Linked DNA regions of Mus musculus: region 2 is linked to region 1. A link is a contact called in public Hi-C data. All regions are on one chromosome and are shown on one strand. The core of a region is the stretch at or near the end of the contact, and the rest is flanking DNA. Distances in the headings are between cores, read along the strand shown. Region 1 has its middle 87 kb from the start of Larp4b. Region 2 has its middle 77 kb from the start of Gm40665.

Evidence for each region. Hi-C and Micro-C count contacts between places; a contact is called where the count stands out from the background.
Region 2: a Hi-C map of neutrophils shows a contact between it and region 1, with 4 times the contacts expected there. The contact joins two enhancer-like sites. A contact is called at or near these places in 1 of 15 datasets of contacts at CTCF or cohesin (large pre-B cells), 2 of 484 Hi-C or Micro-C datasets (embryonic stem cells and neutrophils) and 1 of 115 datasets of contacts at active chromatin or transcription factors (bone marrow-derived macrophages).

Annotation. Positions count from the first base shown.
Region 1 is chr13:9,179,054-9,182,071 of GRCm38.p6, reverse strand. No RefSeq gene overlaps it. Among named protein-coding and RNA genes, the nearest start is that of Larp4b, 87 kb to the right of the region's middle. Within about 2 kb of position 1,636, at least 84 of the 459 cell types and tissues checked have an H3K27ac peak or open chromatin away from gene starts, as enhancers often do. A contact at or near this core is called in bone marrow-derived macrophages and neutrophils, where this site is marked.
Region 2 is chr13:9,871,803-9,874,989 of GRCm38.p6, reverse strand. No RefSeq gene overlaps it. Among named protein-coding and RNA genes, the nearest start is that of Gm40665, 77 kb to the right of the region's middle. Within about 2 kb of position 1,714, at least 52 of the 459 cell types and tissues checked have an H3K27ac peak or open chromatin away from gene starts, as enhancers often do. A contact at or near this core is called in bone marrow-derived macrophages and neutrophils, where this site is marked.

The DNA of each region.
Region 1 (3,018 bases), core at 387-2,886:
TCGAGCACCCCCGTGTGGTGGTGAGTCCTACACTGCATCGTCAGGACGCGGACCTTTAGAAATCAAGTCCTTTAAGTTTCTATATACACCAGAGATTTCAAACGTTTTCAGTGTTAGAAAAAAATTAAAAGAATAAAAACTGTTCTGGGCTGGTGCTGTAGGAGGGGTATAACTCAGTGGTATAACATGCTCGCCTAGCATTCATGAAGCCCTGGGTTGAGTCCCCAGGACCACACACAGCTTCCAAGTCTATAATTGCAGTACTCAGGATCTGGAAGCAGGGAGATTTGAAGTTCAAGGTCATGTTTAATTACATAGTGAGTTAGAAGCCAGTCTGGGATACATGAGACTTTGTCTTAAAACAAACAAAAAACAAACAAAAACAAAAAACAAAACACCCAACCAACCAACTAAATAAACAAAACCCAGCAACATTAAGAAAAAAAACGGGACCTGTTTTATACCAATGCATGTTGGAATCGCTGTATTTCAGCCTGCCAAATCAAATAAGGTCTTTTGACATTAATTTCACCAGCATTTTCTATGTTTTACTGGGATGAGCACACTTGTACACAGGGCTCGTGCTGTTTATATCACAGTACAGAGTTTAACCCTACTGAGCCTCATTACAAGCTTTGGCTGAACTTAACAAACAGCAACAAATGGGTCTTTGGCTACCTGACCTAGGCTGGGCAAATAGTCAAGGAGGCAGGAAGTGGGAGGCTGGGCCCTTTGCTCTCTCTCTGCCTGTTTATTGGAGTCCTGACCTGAGGTTAGGGAGAGGTCCTGAGGCACTGAGGCAGAGCTGACTCCGGAAATTTCCAAAGCACGAGGGAACAGTGTGAGCAGCATGTGATCACCACATATCTGACACGCAGGACATTTGCTTTGCTGTGCATCTGACAGTGAGCATAGATGCCACGCTGGGGGCTGTGTTGCAGACCACTCTGGCTGGGCGATCCCTTGTCATCAAGGTGGCCTCTGTCCCATGGGAGCGCTTCACTGAAAGAGTCCCTACCCTCACAGGCCCTTTAGGGACTCTGTGGTTGCCACTGGAGATGAACCTACCTCCTTGTGTGTCTAAGAGGAGTGAGACCCGGTTTCCCCGATTCTAAAAAACAATTTGTGGATGCTTTCGGTGGCGTTAACCCATTTTTTTCCTTGACCTCAGATGCACGAGCAGACACTGCAGGTATCAGGGGGCTCTCTGGACTTTAGAACCCCATGCTCCTTAACCATGACAATCCTCTATATATGGGAAACAATATTTTGTTTACTTAGTCTAGTCAAGAATACCATTAAATCTCTATTTCAACTTGACAGGACCTACAACCACCCAGGAGAGAGAGCTTTGGGTGCGTCTGTAAGGAAGTCTCTAGACTGCATTGACTGCACCGATTGTTATTGTCCTAAATGTGGGCAGTACTGTTCCTTGGGCTGGAATCCACGCTGCCTGGAAACGAGAGCATAAGCTAGGAACATGAGGGTTGATCTCCAGTTAAAGCTCAATGGCGATACAGTCCATGGTGGCGGGGAAGTCCCGGCCACAGGAGCAGGAAGCAGCGGTCATACCGGTAACAGTTAGGAAGCTGACGGAGAACAAGGAGGGAGGCTTAAACCTCCAGGCCTGCTCCTAGTTTAACCTACTTCCTCCAGTGAAGCTCCGCCTCCTAAAGGCTCCAAAACCACCACCCTCAGGGTACTGTTCAAAGAAATGACCCTAAAGGAGAATTTCATATTCTCACCACAACACCGTGAATACCTCACACACTAGGAGAAGATAGTAGATGGCTGATTACTCTGGGGATTCTAATAAAAAACAAGTAAACAACGCGATGAGTTTTAAGTTACGATAGTGCAGCTATAAACCAAACGGTGTGTGGCAGGGCGCAGGCTGCCAGCCTCTGTGAGGACCACGGCCATGTCGCGGGGTATTTGAACTAAGGTGTTGGACGATCAGAGGCTTTGCTATGGGGCAATGTGGTATGTTTGTGGAAGGGGACGCGGCAGTGTGGATGGAGAAGGGGTAAGCGTTTGGAGATGAAGTCAGAGGTGGGTGGGTGACAGCTCCCATCTCTGCTAGTCAGTTACTCTGTGAGTGCCCCAGGAGCTGAGGCAAGGGGAGGCCACAGCCTGCGGGGGGTGGGGGGGGATCCTTGGGCTGCTGGGAGGAGCAGGGAACTGAAGACCCTTTAAAGGCATGTAAGGCATGGATGTGCTGAACGTGGGTGAGTGGTCTCTGGAGGTCTAGAATCAGAGCTTGCCCAAGGCCAAGGAGTAACAGGCTCAGGATGCCTCAGATGTCTGAATGGTTAAGGATACAGGTGGAAATACTGCTTTTGTGGGGAGAGGGTGTGGGGCGGAGCAGGAGTGGAGGAGTGTAATACCTTAGATGTATTGCATCAAGTTTATGCTAAAATCACGTTGGCCTGTCAGTAAGTAGCTGAGCACCTGGCAGCTGGGGGACCAGCAAGACGCGGGGGGGGGGGGGGGGACACGACCCTGGAGCACCTTCCAACACCAGTTCTGGGCATACTGATGGCTATTAGGGTTTTTATTGCTGCAACAAAAGGCAAGTTGGAGAAGGAAAGAACTGACTTGGCTTACACTTCCATACTGCTGTTCCACCATCGAGGGAAATCAGATCAGAACCCCGGGGGGGGGGGGCGGGGCGGGCAGAGCTGATGCAGAGGCCATGGAGGGGTGCTGCTCACTAGGTTTCTTCCCCTGAATCACTCAGCCTGCTTCCTTATGGAAAGAACCCAGGACCATCGGGCCAGCGATTGCACCGCTCACAATGGCTGGGCCCTCTCCAACAGATCACTAATTTTAAAAAATGCCTTAAAGCTAGATCTTAGGGAGGCATTTTCTCAATTGAGGTACCCTCCTTTCGGTTAACTTTAGTTTGTATGTCAAGTTGACATGAGACTAGCCAGCCCAGTTGTCCTTCTTTCTTAATGGTCCTGATTGTGATCAAAGCCCTGGGTGGCCCTAAGTGGTCCAAGAGTCCATTTTCTG
Region 2 (3,187 bases), core at 465-2,964, 690 kb before region 1:
ATCAGTAATTCCAGTCTTCCTGGAAGCTCCCATTCTGTCCTCTTCCCCAAAGATCTCTTCCTTTTATTAAAAAAAAAAAAGTAGAAAACTCCTGAGTTTGAGCAAAAATTCAAGGGCAAACTGAGAGTCTACTTAAACAGTATTATCTCCAGCCTCTTGTCCAAGATGCCAATAGTTTAAAAACCACAAAACCCCTAAGATTCTAACTCTCCTTTTTTGCTAGCTACCAGGTTCATTATGATGAATAAGCCTCTTACAAGCAAAAGCTGCTTCTAATGTCTCTTGACTGTTTATGGAAAGGTATGTCCAACTGTTGGGTCATTTCAGAAAAGAAAAATAAACAAAATAGATTCTTTGGAAATGAAAAGCTTAGAGGTTTAGTTGAAGATGCAGTTGAGCATTTGTGACTGCATGCATTACATGGGCATTTCTCAAAATGGCTTGTCCTAGAGCAGGCATTCGGCATGCACTGAAGATCGTAATTTATCCCCTGCCTTAGAGTAGAACTACTCCATCCCGTAAGAATGAGACATTCAGAGATTTCAGGGTTATCCACTTTAATTGGGAGAGGAAAATAATTGAAGCTAAAGTATACCACATATGGAGACATTGAGAGAGCCTCTCGTTCCCTTCCCTCCCTCTCCTCCTCCTCTTTCTCTCCTTCTCTCTCCTCCCCCCTCTCCCTCCCTTTCCTTCTCCTCTCTCTGTCTGTCTCTCTGTTTGTCTCTCTGTCCGTCTCTCTCTTCTCTCTTCCTCTATCTCCCTCTTTGTGCCTCTGTCTCTGCAGTTTTCTGCCTCTCTGTGTCTTCCTCTTTTTCTCTAATCTTTCCACATCTTTCTGTGTCTCATGCTCACTTACATACACATACACACACACACATACACACACACATGCACACACACACACACATGCACACACACACATGCACATGCACACACACACACATGCACACACATACACACACACATGCACACACACAAACACATACACTGTCCTCCAGGCCTTGCCTATTTCCCTTGCTTTAGTCTTTCTTACCTACCCTTTACCCTATGGTCTTGCTGTTCTAATTCTCTATTGCTCTGAGCCCCTTTTGACCCTAAGCCTAGCCCAGCTCCCATTTTTAGTCACCTTTTAATATGTATTACTTCTAGACTCTTAGAGAAAGAAAACAAAGAATTAAGCATTGAACATGTGAAAGATTAATGAATGACCTAGAAGACTTGTCAACTCCCTTTGCTAATCTTCCCATACTGCAGTGGGCAGAGCTTACATGCAGCTGGTGAAAGGGGAACTTAACATGAGATCAGCTGAAAAGGCGACTGGTCATCCCTGCCCTGGGGAGAGAAAAAGGATTTCCAATCTAGAAGCAAAGGCTGGTGTACCCTAGGGTGATATGAAAGAGGAACCCAGGGTGAAACAGGGATGTCTGACTTCCCCAAGTGGAGATGAGTCAGAGATGGGGACACTGAGCTCAAGTGGTAACTTGTTTGGCATGCACAAAGCCCTGGGTTCAATGCCCAACGTTGTGTAAATCAGGTACAGTGTACGTGCCTGCAATCCCAGCACTAGGAGGTTGAAGCAGGAGGAACAGAGATTCAGGGTCATCTTTTGCTACATGCAGAATTCAAAGGCCAGCCTAGCATACATCAGATTCTGTCTCAAGATGTACAAAAATGAAAGAAAAAAAGAGAGAGAGAGAGAGAGAGAAGGGCATACATACCCACAGGAAGTTAGATGGTTTGTTCTTGGAGCTGAGTCCTGTGTCTCTTTCTGTCAGGTCTGGTCACATGTCCTCAGACACACCTGTCAGATCATGCAAACTCTCTGGATTCCCTCCCAATGTTCAAACTAACACTTCTAGCCCACTTCCTGGTGTCAAACAAGTCACGTTGAAGAGCAAAGTGATCAATTACGGCAATGAACATACCCAGCAGACCACTGGACGTTCCAAGCTTTAAATACCCAGAAAGGTATGTGTTTTGATACCTCAAAGGAATGTGAAGAACTCTTTTTGTTTTGCACTTATTTGGTATATGTGTGCAAACATGCCACAGCAGGCATGTGGAGATCAGAGGGCACTTCAGAGGAGTCCATTCTCTCTTCCCACCATGTCGGTTCCAGGGATCACTCAGGTCATTAGACTTGGTGGGCAGCATCTTTAGCCACTGAGCCATGCCCATGGCCAGAATGTAGAGAGCTGCCCAGGCTTGTCCGAAGACCAGCGATCTCAGTCTCAAAGGTCCCTTGCACCATAAATTGCTCACCCTCCTTACCTCAGCGGGCCTCACAGAGTCCCCAGGTAGCAGGAGCTGCTTCTGGTTTTGTGGTGGAATTCCTCACAGGACTATAGCCACCAAAAGACTTATCTTTTTAAAAATCGAGATCACCTTCTTCTCAACCTAAACTGAGCATTTTCTAATACTTCTCCTGAGAGAGAAGTCTGTATTTTTATTCAATGCAGGGTGAGGCAGATCTATCTGGTAACAGTTCCAGCTTATCCTAGGCTCAAGGGCAACTTTACTGCCTCTCTAAGAACTTAAGTCACACATACTGTTGTTTTCCTGCCTCTAAATGGTCAGCTTCTAAGGACTGAGGACTGCTTGCCTTAGTAGCAGTGCTTGCCTTGGAAGAGAGACCCAGCCCAAAGGCAGGCGTGGTGTGAGCCGAGGCAGAAGCATTCTCCCGGGCTTGCTAGCCTCAGTCTCGCCAATTTGGGGGACTCTAAGCCAATGAGAGACACTGTCTCAAACAAGGTAGACAGACTTCCTGAGGATGATAAGTGAGGTTGTACTCCAGCCTCATACATACATACACACACACACACACACACACACACACACACACACACACACACGTGTACATGCACCTACACATACATGCATAAAAATAAGTAGGGCTGTGGATAAATAAATTGCTCAATAGGTAGAGTCACATGCTACCAAGCCTGATGACTTGAGTTAGATCCCCAGAACCTGTATGGTGGAAAGAGAGGACTGATTCCCATTGGTTGCCCTCTGATTTCTACACACATGCTATAGCAAGTGCACACACGTGCAAACCAATGTGTACCCAGGCTGTAGTTTCACCAATAGCCTCTCCTGGGCTCTTTTCCTGGTGCAAAACTTCAACTTTTCTCTATGATACCTTCTGTCCTGGGGATCCCACTGCTCCTCTGACTGCAGCTGC